Regions from separate parts of the Arachis hypogaea genome. Here region 1 is linked to region 2. Evidence: chromatin contacts called from public Hi-C data. All regions are on one chromosome and are shown on one strand. The core of a region is the stretch at or near the end of the contact, and the rest is flanking DNA. Distances in the headings are between cores, read along the strand shown. Region 1 holds the start of LOC112780129. Region 2 holds the start of LOC112778082 (protein FAR1-RELATED SEQUENCE 5-like).

Evidence for each region. A called contact is a pair of places that touch in the nucleus more often than the background predicts.
Region 1: a contact with region 2 is called in a Hi-C map of leaf, with 2.1 times the contacts expected there. The contact joins the promoter of LOC112780129 here to the promoter of LOC112778082 in region 2. A contact is called at or near these places in 3 of 8 Hi-C or Micro-C datasets (all in leaf).

Annotation. Positions count from the first base shown.
Region 1 is chr19:21,741,682-21,748,414 of arahy.Tifrunner.gnm2.J5K5, forward strand. LOC112780129 reads left to right here and starts at 5,465. Exons shown (of 5, transcript XM_025824469.3): 1 at 5,465-5,783.
Region 2 is chr19:21,550,300-21,557,652 of arahy.Tifrunner.gnm2.J5K5, forward strand. It overlaps LOC112778082 (protein FAR1-RELATED SEQUENCE 5-like), which reads right to left and starts at 4,198. Exons shown (of 6, transcript XM_025822446.1): 1 at 4,004-4,198; 2 at 2,760-2,819; 3 at 1,924-2,660; 4 at 1,679-1,827; 5 at 244-1,205; 6 at 30-149. The coding sequence starts at 4,198. The coding sequence ends at 30. LOC112779201 (a long non-coding RNA gene) reads right to left here. Exons shown (of 6, transcript XR_011877627.1): 6 at 6,281-6,629.

The sequences.
Region 1 (6,733 bases), core at 4,215-6,714, 190 kb after region 2:
CTTAAAATAATTATAATTAAAACTTGTATGTGTCATTCGTTAGTCTTTTACCCTTTGTATCCTTATATGTTAAGATAGACGACTGACTTTATGTGTATTTAATTAACTCTAAATTGTATACGATGCTAATCCCACATATATATATATTTTAATTTTACGTAGTATCTTTCTGTTGACAAACTAAAAGTTAATCCATCCTAAATTTAAGCTATATTTTAAAATTTGTTATTAATTAATAAATGGTTGCATATACAAGACAGAATTTAAACTCTCAATATTTACCTAAACGAACTAAAAAACTAATCATTAAATCAGTCCAACTTAATTAATGCTAACCCTATATATATACCAAGTATTTCCCTCAACCATAATTTTGTATATGAAATAAAGGTAATTACGATTTGCAAGTGAATATTCATATGAAAAAAGCTCTCATGCTATTATTTAATTTAGAAATTGGTTACAATTACATACCTTTTCAATTAGGAAAAATCTTCAACTTTTTTCCTTAATGGTTCTTAAACTAACATATTTGAACGGGTATATATTACTTAAGACTATAGCCACCCATGATTAGTATATATTAACTTTTATTGATATAAATTATTGCTTTCATTTTAAATTAATTATTCGAAAATTAAAAAAATCAGAAAAATTAATAAATAAATCTTGATAATACTTAAAATTGTATGAGTAGGCAAGATTATCTTTAATAAAGGAGTATATGTAATTAATGATTATTTAACTATCACAATTATTATTCTAAAATTATATTAAAAAAGTGAAATTTTTTTTTTGTCAAGTGAATTGAATAATCTCTAATATTAGACATTATACATATACATTACACACTTACACACACTATATAGGTACATACTATAAATTTTTAAATAACATCCACCTTTAATTGAAACTTGAACGCGAATACAGCTTGCAAAAGGCATATAAATATACCATCTGTGCTAGACCTACATTGCAAGTGAAAGGCTTAACACTAGAGTCGCTAGAGAATATTTTGAAATTTCGGGCACCTAATTTGATGGGTATCCTGGTAAATTTATTTTCGAACACCCCCAACTACAACAACGTAATAAGGCTTATGATTATGATCCATTTTTGAATATTTAACCACTATAAAGTCTCCCTGTCCAAGAAAAAAAAAAAACACGCTAGAGCCTCGATCCAAAAAACATATATGGGTTTTTTATTTTTTATTTTTTTATATTAGAATCACAACTTATTTATGCTACAAAAGTCATAACTCATTTATTTATTGTTAAAAGTAATTTTTCTTTTAAAATTGGTTTGATTCTCTCAAGTTTGAATTTTACTTTAAAGAGTAAAGTGTGATCTTCTATCATTGAATAGTTTCTCTTTTATATTTATTATTAGTTCCACCTATAAAATTAATGGTGAGAGGTCACACTTTATTCTATAAAGTGAAATTCAAACTTTAAAGGATCAAAATCCTTCAAAATTACCTATCTTTAATTCTTTCGATTAATTGTTTTTTATTTATTTTCACCAAACCACACTCAAATCAATTAGTTTTTCATGCATGTGTGTGACATAAGAGAAATGGCTCTTAAAATGTTTACAGGTAAATCCAAAAATGTTTCTCACCATCACTAATATAATTTTTACAAAAGAAGATTTTAAGCCTATACTAATAGATGAAAACTCACATGCAATTATTTTCATACGAATTTAATATTTAAAAATTGTTATATAATTTAATAAGTTTGACTAAATCATTATTTAATTTTTTTTTTTCACAAAGGATCTCGGTTCAGCCGGCTGAAGACCATGTAAGGTTCTTTGCTCGGCAGCCCACGCAGCCTCGTGGGCTTCTCTACCAAACTTATTTTTGTTGGTGAATGCAGTCTGAAAATGTTCATCAATAATAAATCATGTTAGCACTTGAAAAACCATTCTAACGAACGAATCTTCTAAATTATAATTAAAAAAACAACCATCATATGTGTATATAAGAAATCAGTCACCAAATCAACTACTCATATGGAACAAAACAGGTATGACGAGTTGATTTGGTGGAATATGAATGAGTTTATATGAATTTGTGTTGGAATACTCACATGTTGGTCGACCACCAGATTCCATGCTCTTCCGCTTAATGCGTAACGAACAACAAACTTTAAAGGATCAAGAAATCTGTAAGTGACAGTGGCAGATATAATAGATGCAATCTGTTGAGTAGAGTATAGTGAAAATTAAATGAAATGTTGCCTTAGAAGTTTCAATGCTTTTAGAACTAGAAGGTTTGAATAAATAATCCATGAAGGGTGAAAAAAAAAAAGAGAAATGCTTTTCTATATCTCTAACACGTCTTCTTTAAAGTATGGGTGATTTTTTTATAAGATTTTTTTTTTCTTTTTATTTGCCTTATACTTACTTTTTACTGAAATTCTTTTTAAGAATTGAGTTCTAAACATTTCAGTTATAAAAATGTAAGCTTAAACTGATAGAAAAAAATATATAAATTGTTATAGTATCATTTTCTTGAGAGGAGGACAGAGTAATGACAAAGCGGAAGGACGATCATTGTAGACTAAAATATTAAAAAATAAAGTTTAAAATTTCAACTATACTACTCTACAAAATAACTATCAAATCAATTATTTATATAAAATATATGTTAAAAATATTAAATACAAAAAAATACTAAATATGATAAATTCTAGTTATTCTTTTGTCTTGCTAGTATTTGAGTAGAGAAGCATGGTGCCTATTAGAGCAGAACATTTGTTTTGATCATAACTCTTGTCGTTCATTACGAAGATTCTGAATCTTGCACATAACAAATCAGACATTAGACAGAAAATTCATGCAATTATTGACAAGTTTGCAGAACGTGGACTTGGCTCTTTGGCTGTTGCTCGCCAGGTTTTTCACCTTTCCATGAACCTGTTACCAATGATATATGAATTGACCAGTAATCCAACCATTACAGAAATATATGAATTGTTCTGAACTTAATGTGACAAAAATTCAGCACTTATATATATATGCTTCCTTTTCCTTTGCAGATATATGCTGTTTCGATCACCTATTCGTCTTGTTGTATATGTCTTCAGCTTAAACTCTAATATTTTGCGATGAATGAGATCATCAAGCTTCTTCTCATTTTTTAATTTCAGCTTGGTTTCATGTTACTACTGGCTTGCATATGGGAATTCGACTTCCCTCCGTTCATGGTTCTTGTCATCGCCATTCTCAATGGTAATGTTAACTACTTTCTCCGTCCACAATTATAAGTTGAAAAATTTTACTTTTTATCACTATTAGTCAATACTTTGAGTCAACACTCTATTTTTATACTATTAAGATTTAGAAATCAGAATTTTAACCATATTACATATATATAGAAAATATATATTAAAATACAAAATACACATTAAAAATAACTTAAACAAGGTGTATATTCTTACACAAATACATGATAGTTATTTTGACTACTAATTTTTTTATGTGTATGTAGTACTTTTGTTGGAATTTAGTATAAAAATATTTTTGTTGACCGAGACAAGACATGATAAATTTTGTTAATCATCTAGTATTGTTGGTATAAATTTACTTTTAAAAAAATAGGCAGAAATTAAGAAAATCATTAACTTAAAGAATAATTTTTAGTGATTAAACAAATTTGATCTTAAACCTATAAATTCTTAGTAAGTGTGCTATAATTAATGAATAAGGGATAAGTGGAAAAGAAAGAATAAAACATCCTTAATCTAATCAAATGATTTATATTGTTATACAAAGTTTTAGATAAAACATCCTTAGTTTTATGATCATTACAAGAAAAATATTTTCTTCCTTGTTCCGTAATATGTGAGGATCCTTATAGGTACCATCATGACAATATCCAAAGACAGGGTTAAGCCTTCTCCAAACCCAGATAGTTGAAAGCTTAGTGAAATTTTCGCTATCGGAATTGTTTTTGGTAGCTACTAAACTATAATGACTGTCGTCTTCGTGTTGGCTTAAGAAACAAGCTTTTTTCCGGTAAGGTACATAATTATAATTAAAAAATAGCGAAAACTTCAATTTAGTGAAGCAAAAATGTTTAGTAACAAAAAAAAAAAAATAAAAAAAAAATCGAATATAGACTCTTAAATATAATTATAAAAATCGAATCGAACTGGTCGAAAGACCAAAAAACCAGTGAATTGAATTCTAAGCCAATTTGGTTTACTCCTTATACCATTCAAGAATGATCAACCGTCAATGGCGCTTCAAGTGTCCATTTGTGACTAGGGTGTGTTATAGCCAAGGTTGAAACAAGGAACCTTATGGTTGCAACACCTCTCAATTGCCAGTTAGCTTCTTATTATTATACATGACAAAATTTAATTATATGGTAAACATTCAATTAAATAATTTTATATATATCTAATTTAATTTAATTTTGTATTCTTTATTTTTTAAATTAATTATATTTTAATTATATATCATTATTAATATAAATATAAATTTTATTAAATTTATTAATCTGCTTGATCTATTTCAATTTTAGTATTGTGATTAAAGATATCTATTTTGATGCTAATGTTAAAATTTACTAATATTATAGTTAGATGATAAGCTTTGTGAATTAATTAGGTAATATACTAATATAATTGTTATTCTTATCGAGTCAAATTAAGATATTATTATAGTAGTACTGGCAAATTTTATGTTTAATTTGAGACTTGATTCTTCATAAAATATTAATGAAAATATGTATTTTAAATTTTAATTTTAAATTTTTGACTATTTTATATTTTTTATTTACACGACCGATTCTACTAGTTCAAAAATAATTTATCGATTGAACTAATAGACTAATAAATCAGTAGTTTAACCAGTTCGATTACTGGTTTGGTTTTGACACATATGCTCTTAAAGTGAGATTAAAAAAAAACATGTAAAAAAAATATTTTATGGTAAAAAATACTTGAAAATATTAATTAAAAGAGTAAACTTAATATGCACTTTACACTTCGATGTCACACGAGTCATATATAGACCACAAATTGAACTAACAAAAAACTAAAAAAAATTTCTAGATGGCCAACACGTTTTCCTTATGTTTGCCTTAGAATTGAACCGATACTAGTCAATTCTCCCTCCTTTTTTTTTTTTTTACACAAAGGGTGTGTGTGGTTGGAGGGAATACAAGTGTATTCCCAGGAATGTTGAGATGGGAATATCTTATTCCCATGTTTGGTTCAAGAGTTAAAAAATTATTCCTGGGTATATTTTATTCCCTGGAATCAAAATCCCACCCATTTCATTCCCATATCCTCCCTAGGTATCTCTAATTCCAATGGGAATGGAATGTTAATAATAAAGTAAAAAGACCAAAAACACCCTTGTTAATTTCACTCCAACCCTTCTCTTCAGATTTTTTTCAATTCATTTCAAACAAAACGAAACCCTAGCAGAGACCCTCCTCCATGAAAACCAATCCCTAGCGAGGCTTTTCTTCAAATTCACGGAGGTCCACCGGCGTCGGCGCCGCCTCGCCGCCGATTTCGATTTGCACAACCACTGCGCTCCTTATTCTAGAAGAAAATCGTTCGCGTTCGTGTCATCATCACAGCTCACGGTTCCTATTCGTGCTTCCTGTCCGTGTTCATCGTCTCGAGTGGTGCTTCCTGTTCGTGTCGTCTCCTTCATTTCTCTCCCTCCTCGCGGCTCAGCAATAGCCATCAAAGAGAGTTTAATTTGTCTTCTGCAACCTTGTTCATCTTTTTCAAGCACAAAATCTTCTTCTTCAGGTAAGGATCTTTTATTTGTTATTTATTTATTTTTCCTGAACTATGTTTGTGCTATAATTTATTGGCATGAAGGTTTGTGCTAGGTTTAAAATATTTTGTCAAATAGTTGATTCATTGCTGTTAATTTTATTGCTGATTGGTTTGTGATACTGAATAAAATATATGGTTCTTTGAAATGCAATGTCATTAAGGAAGCATAACAAGAGGTTCTTTGATGATTACTACAACACTCAAAGCCCTTTGAAAAATGAAAGCAATTCTTTTTTGAAATTGGAAAAGGCTTTTTTTAACCTTTTGATCAATGTATATATAAGACAAAGACTATGGTGGATTGAATCAAAGGTTGAATGCTGAGGTTATAAAATAGAGTTGTGTTTATTTTTTTCTCTGTTGATTCTGTTTTCAGTCATATGCTGTAACTTAGAATTGTTATTATTTTTTGGTCTGCATTATGAAATTTTGAGTTTGATTCTTGTGGCATAAGGATTCATAAAGACTGTGGAGTAAACACGCTAGTCCCTTTGCTTTGTATTCTCATAGCTTGTTCATAGAATAGAGTAGGATGTGGAAGAGCATGAATTGCTCCAGAGAAAGACTGAAAAAGTAGTAGTTACAAGCTAACATGTTAGAAACAAATAATAATTATATAACCTCTTATCAAGGACTAGTAATCATTCAAGTGTAACTGTGAGAGTAAATAATAATAATAATAATAATGATAATAATAATAATAATAATAATAATAATAATAATACCATCCAAAGAAAGGATTGTGTCTTGGCCCCTCCCAGTTTCGTAATCTTAATTAATTATAATATTACATAAGTGTGATCATGACTTTGTACCCTGTAGCTTTCTCCTTTCATATCCAACAATTCTTATTTTTGGTTTGGTTTTATTTTCAACTCCTCACTAGTTACTAGATTTGTTCCTTTAGAATTTTCAATAAA
Region 2 (7,353 bases), core at 2,948-5,447:
AAAATATACAATCTCACAACCTCATCCAACTAATCCCACTTTTTGTTGAAGGAGCTTAACAAAGACAGGAAACCACCGGCTTGTTCGGGACCATTCAGGCCAGAAACAGCACAATGGTTTGTATCTTCAAGTGTGTGCGGACGAACCACCTGCCAAAAAAAAAGAAAAAGTCCAAATAGTTATGTTCTACGATAGTACTATACCAAATAAACAATGAAAGTTGAGATTAAGCCAAAGATATACCGGGGGTAAATTCTTTTGTTTTCTCCGTCTTGAATTCTTGATGGACTTCTCAAGGGCAGAGCCGAGCCTCTTACTCTTTGGCCTGCCCTTTGTGGTGACCTTCGATGGGCCTTGGATGTCATCAACACTGACATCGTTCGAACTCTGTGAGCCAATGTTGGTCTGAGTCTCTGCCACGCTCTCGGACCTCTTTTTGGCACGGTGCGCAGCCAACTTGGCCCTTGTTTCTTCCAAAGCAACATGCAGCAATGCTGTTTCTTCATCGTCACCTACAAACTCTTGGGCAACATTGTAGAAGTGTGCACACAGTCCCCTGAATGCAACATGACTCTCATCCGACCGACTGACATCATGGCTACTTTTGACATATGTATGCTTGCGCTTTATCTTCTTGCTCCATCGAGGAAGAACATAACAAGAAGGTACTTTGTACACTTTATACGAATGGAACACTTCAAGGCAGTGACAGCACAACACACCTGAACTCTCAAAGAGATTACACTCACAACGAAGCTCCTGTGTGGAACGGTCAAAGTGAACATCGTACGGAACGCATAGAATAGTATCGTTGACTAGTTTCTCCTCTTCCACCTTCACGCAGACCAATGGACCCTGTTCATCAATTGCAGAAACTCTGCAGTTAGCCTTCTTCACAAACTCAATCTGAACATCCCTAAAAATGCTCGTGGTATACTCTAGTTGAAACTGTTTCTCCATAGGCGAGGTCGTTGCACAAGGGATGACCCCCCTCGAGTCTGCAGCATCATCCTCCAGTTCCCTCTGCTCCTTGACTCCAAGCACATTGTCATATTCATGAACAAATTGAACTAAGCTAGTTTTACTGGATAAGTATCCACCGTAGAATGCGTGCATGCTCTCACTCCTTTGCGTACTCCGCATTGATGCCCAAAATTCACCCTTGAAATATATTGGGACCCACATGCGTCGGTCATCATACAAATCTACAAGAAATAAATAATCCCAAATTAAGTATAGAAAGCTTACACCAAACATATTACTACGCATGTTAAATGACCATCCACAATCACTGATATACTAAACATCCAAATGTTTTCTATAATGAACATCCAACTAATTATCATCCAGAATTACTGATAAACTAAACATTCAAATGACGACCAATTGCAATTAAACCGTGAAAGGTAATCGTAAAGTAACAAACCTGACAGCCATGTGTTGTTATGTAAGTTGTACTCATCTATAAAATCAGTCCAGTTATCTTCAAATGACTCCTCCGTCCGAGAGTTCTACACAATGTCGTTTAGGTCACCGTACAAAGCTCCGTACCGGCGGTAACCCCCAAGCTTGGAAGGTAGCTTATTCATAATATGCCAGATGCACCACCGGTGGCGTGTGTCAGGTAAAGTATTTTTGATCGCACGGTAAAGGGATCGACATTGATCGGTTATGATACTCTTTGGAGCAGTTCCCATGCACTTCACCCATTGGCTAAAAACCCACTCATAACTTCCGATTTCTTCATTCCCCAACAAAGCACAACCAAGGAGGGTCGACTTACCATGGTGGTTGACCCCAACGAACGACACAAACGGTAATCCATGCCTACCAGAAAAACCAACCAGATGTAAGAAATGCAAATCACGATCAAATAGCGTTTTATAAAGAGTAGGAAAAAACACCAACTTAACTACTACGTACCTATTTGTACTGTACGTGCTATCAACTGACACGACGTCTCCATAGTATTCATACGACGCCCTACACCTTGCATCAACCCATACTGCACTCTTAAATTTACACTCCTCGTCCAACTTCACCGCGTAAAAGAAGTTCGGATTGATGTCCTTCATTCTCATGAAGTAGCTCATCATCTCCCTGACATCGGCATTCACGTTGCTATTGCGGAGCCTTGCTGTTATATAGTTTCTTAAATCCTTCTCTGAGAATCCCAAGTTAGAGGGGCCACCAGCCCCATTTGACAAAGCAAGGAATGTCTTATTTGGACGAATCCCAGTCTCATCATTATCCTCGATCACGCACTTCGCATGCATGGTCAGCTGCCTATACTCATGGTAGTGCACTGCCTTTCTCGGTGAACAGGGGTGTGAGTGCGTCAAGTCAACCTTGAACAAAACCCAGTCTTGCACGGCTTTATCAAACTTTACATATATCCTTGCCTTGCACCCAGCAGCTGAAATCGTATTCTTCCGCGTTGGTGCTTTAACACGAGACTCACGGATCCCGTCGCGATTACAGTGTATAGCTTGATTAATGGGAGCCTTTGTGATCTTGTCAAATGTTGTCGTCCTTATCTTAGTTGCAAATCCAGCTTTCTTTGCATAGGTCACATAAAAGTCATGTGCCATCTGTAACTGAGAAAACCGCATTCCAACTCTTGGTATCTCGTCTTCTTGTAGGTTACCATGATCTGGTAACTGTATTTTATATTAATCCGAAAGAAATATTAATTACCATTATTTATCAAATCAAACATGTACATTATGACTACACAAAAGTAAGCTAGACTACAATACCTCATCACCAAGCTCCTTCTCTTCACTTTCAACATCTGTAACATCCGACAACTGCGTGGCCTAAAATTCCAAAATAAACAAAGTAACCAAAAGGAGGAAGATCCTTATCAAAACTCATTTCAATAAAATCTCTAAAACAATCACCGAAAATACATCAATAGCTACAAATCCAGCTAAGAGAATTATTTTTTCATTTCATGTATTATTTAATTAATTTCCCCCCTTCCCCATTAAAATTTATTATTTTTTGTTATTATTTGTAGTTATCAATCTAAGAAGAATGTTAGAATCAATGTTTAAAACTTAAAAGTATGGAATAAATTATATTGTTAAATTATTATTAGATTAAACAGTTTAATTAAGTTTTTTTAAATAATTTAAATAATAAATATTTATATTAAATATTTTTTTTCATTCAATGAAAATCATGAGTAATTATTTACTCCATTTTGGCTATTATTTACGGGCTTTAATCACCCTTTAGTGGCTACTTTTTTCACTCCATAAACAAAATTATTTTCATGTATATTTACATACACACACTCTTTTCTTCAAATGCAGGAAGAACATAAGCACACCATTCATTATAAACCACTCAAATAACTTCATAATTGGTTAATCTATGCAAATGTAGGATAAACATAACCTTATAATCCCATAAGCATGAAAAATATTAAAATAACATGCAGGAAGCATATGAGCATATAACTAAAAAATATGCAGTGAGCATATAACCATATCATTACATGATTACAACACTCATATAAGCATTTCATGGTTAGCATGTTGCAAATACAAGTAGCATTCACTTCAATTCAATAAACAAATTTAGCCACTGCATCACCCTATGGTTATTTATTTTATATACTTGCATGATCATCATGTAGGGATAGTATACGCACACCTTAGATAAAAATGAATTCATATAAGCATACCAAAAAATTAAATTATGATATCCCATCATCCATATAAGCACATAAGTCCCAGATAGGATGATTAGCAAATAAAGATGCCATTTAATTTTTATTAGACAGCGAACATTCATATAAAAAAACACGTAGGAAAATATGCTTCTTGGATATAATCATATAAACATGAAATAATTAATTAATTTCATCTAATCCTCAATGCATGTAATGATACCATTAAATATAAAACAAACATAAATTTACATTGTGACTAAATTAAAAAATTACACTCGGAATAAACATCCATGGCAGAATATGAGGATCCTAATTGCTCACCTTGTTCGACTTGTGATCGTGGCCTGCGACATCACCGGCTAAATATTCTGGTTCGTCTGGTAAATTTTCTGAAACGTTAGAGGCTACACAAACTAACGGTTCAACTATATCGACCTCCATTAATGAATTTTGGCAAGGTGATGTGCATAAAGGAGGACCCTTGCTTGAAACATGTTCTTCTTGCGATTCTGCCATTCTGAAGAAGTCAAAACCGGGTGCGTTCTGTGCGAAGGAGAAAGCGGCGCTGGTTGTGGACTGTTCTATGGTAGACGAAGGAGGAAGCCGATCAAAGAAACGCAGTGCTGGGCAGTGGATTACTATGAGAGCTGGAAAGATACGTAAGGGGCAGCCGCTTGATCAAGAAGGAGATGGCGTGGTAAGGGGCAGCCGCTTGAGCAAGAAGGAGATGGCGTGGGGAGAGAGATTCTCGTACTAACCTAATTATTTGATTTGTTTCTATAATTAAGAGTGATTGTATTATTTTCAAATTTCAAATAAGAAATAATATAAAATTAATTAATAACCCATAATTTATTTTTAATTTCAATTAAACCCCCATTGTATGCATTGTAGAGTAAATCTATTGTTTCCTCATACTTTTCCAAAGCTTAATAGCTTTTCAATATTGTTAATTTCTTATTCATCTCTTACCCCTGTCAACTCTTATTCATCTCTATTTCGCATCCTGCTAGCTCTTAACTTTTTATTTGCCGTTATATTTTGTGGGGTTTCTTGGCTTTTGAAGATCACTTTATATCCCATGGGTATGGTATTTATATTAAAAAGAAAGAGTCTATTTTTCTCATGATCATATCACAGTTGACATGCAAAGAACTACAGTCAGTACAAGTTTGATGTTTAATTTATTTTATTTTATTTTTGTTAACATCTTGATCCTATGTTTCTATTAATCTAGTTGGAACAGACACTAGGTTACTCAAGTAATATGGCCAAGGCTACCAGTTACATTGTTCCTCCTTTGTCAGGGCTTTGAAAGGGTAATTTTTGGCAGTAGTTACCTTGTTGACACTAGGTTACTCAAGTTTACAATATTATTTTCGCATACGTAAAACTTGGTGGGATCCATAGATAGATGAATATATCTTAAATAAAGTAAGTAAGACTGTTTATATTGTTAGCGTGCCTAACAATGAGATGTTAAACTAGTAGTTTGTAAGAATTTCTCTATAACGTCTATGATTTATCAGCTAATGTTCAGAGAATAGTAGTTAATGAGTAACAAAATATAGTCAACGAACTGCTTGAATGATGGATTTTTCTATAACAGGAGATAAGATTAACTTTTTATTAAAAAAGTGTAAACAATTTTTTATATCACTTCATTGTCTGATCATGTTGTCGATCCTGTCTAGTGGGACAAAATTTCGCTTTTTGCATATGTTTGTCGTTGGCAGATTCAATCAAACTTAAAAGTGAAGGTTTTGGTCCTTATTTGTATCAGGAAAGGCAAACCGCACTGGAGTATTGTCTAGGAGCAATTTAGTGAAGGCCTACAATGAATGGCTGCTTCCTTTCCGCACCTTGGTGAGTGGGATTATGACAGAGAATAAGAATGATTATGATCAGCTTGCAGTTGACACTCTGTGTACTTTGAATCCACTTGAACTTGTTTTGTACCGTTGCATTGAGCTTGTAGAAGAGAAGCTTATGCAATCCACCACATAAGCTTTTCTTTTTCACCAAAGTTGTCCTCTTTTGTGAAACATTCCCTCAAAAATTGCTTTATGCCACCGAGCTTTGCAAAAACTCGCAAGATTTGTTTTCACATGAAATCTTTAATCTCAAGATAAGGTTTTGCCAACACAATCAGGCCTCCAATTATGTGGAAAACAAATCTTTCACCTCTGCAAACGGAACCTAGAGGCCAGAGTCAGCACAACTAAATAGAGCTATGATAAGTACACACTTAAGAGTGGAGCATTTATTTGTACCAAATTCATTCTATAGGTGATAAGAGTTAGTGTACTGATGTGAAGTTATCCAAGAGGTAGAGTACTATGTACAAGATACAAAAGAAGTTGGTTGCTTGATAAATATTTCACGACAATAAAGAGTTGTGTTGTCCAACTAATTTGTGTTCTTACTCTTCTCATTTATTAGATGGTATTCTTGATGATTGGTGAATTGCACGGCACTTCATGTTTCATTGTTGGTCAATTATCCTCTAATATCTCAAACAGGAAAACATCCTTATATTTCATGAATGACACATGAACTTGGATAATTTAAGTGTAACCATCGAATAAAACTGAGATATTTGACCTACAAAGAATGATACATTTTATATGGTTGAAATGTTTTGAAATTTCAAAAGAAAAGAGGTCGAATACCCCATATGAAATTTAGTAATAAAGGAACTTGCTACTTAAGCATCATCTATATAGCGGTCTAATTCTAGAACTAACAAAGAAAAATAATTAAAAAAAAAAAACTTAATTCATGACTGCCACTTCTTCCTTCAGCAGAGTTGGCCTGTACAGTGTTCCACAATTGTGGACTCTTGAACTTGATTTTTGTGGAGTTTCTCTGATAACAGTAGTGCTCAGTTTTGAGAGATGAGATCCTCTGCGGCCAAGCTTGCGATTCGCTATGTTCCTAGATCGCCCTATAAATATCCTAGATACAGAATTAATAGATCGAGAAACACCTAATCAAGCATTAGACACAGTTTTTTTCACTAAATTTCACAAGAACCTATTAAGTTGAACCAGAGAATTAATAAGAAACACTCACTTACCGGAAAATTAAATTGAAGAAAGAACATAAGGAATGACACAGATGTTTATCTACCTAATTCAAAAGTAAAATCCAACTGTCAGGCAATTAAAATGAGCACAAACCAGGTGACCCAAAGAGGAGAACCACATTACACAATACTCTTTCCCTCAAATATAAACTGCAAATATCTTCAAAAGTCTTTCTCATACTCTTTCAAAATCTCATATCACATCTTCCAACCATATGGCATGAGCATCAATACTAAAAATTCTAATAAAACGGGGAATTAACAACGTTTTGTAGGCCATTTGCAAAAGAACACAGTTACTGAAACAGAATATGCACATTAAATGCATGGAGTGCTACCTACAATATAATGTGACAAGAGATATCTCCCAAAAACAATGCCACTGAACCAAAGCCATTTTAATAAAATCAATTGAACCTCTTCATAATAACTAAGGTAGCGTTTGTTTTGAGGTACTGAGACAGAGACTGAGAGACTGAGACTCAGTATTGTGTTTGTTAGTTCAGATACTGGTACTAAAATTTCTGTCTCTGTCTCTAAAATTTCAGTATTTCAGTACCTCCAAAAAGTAGGGACACAGGGG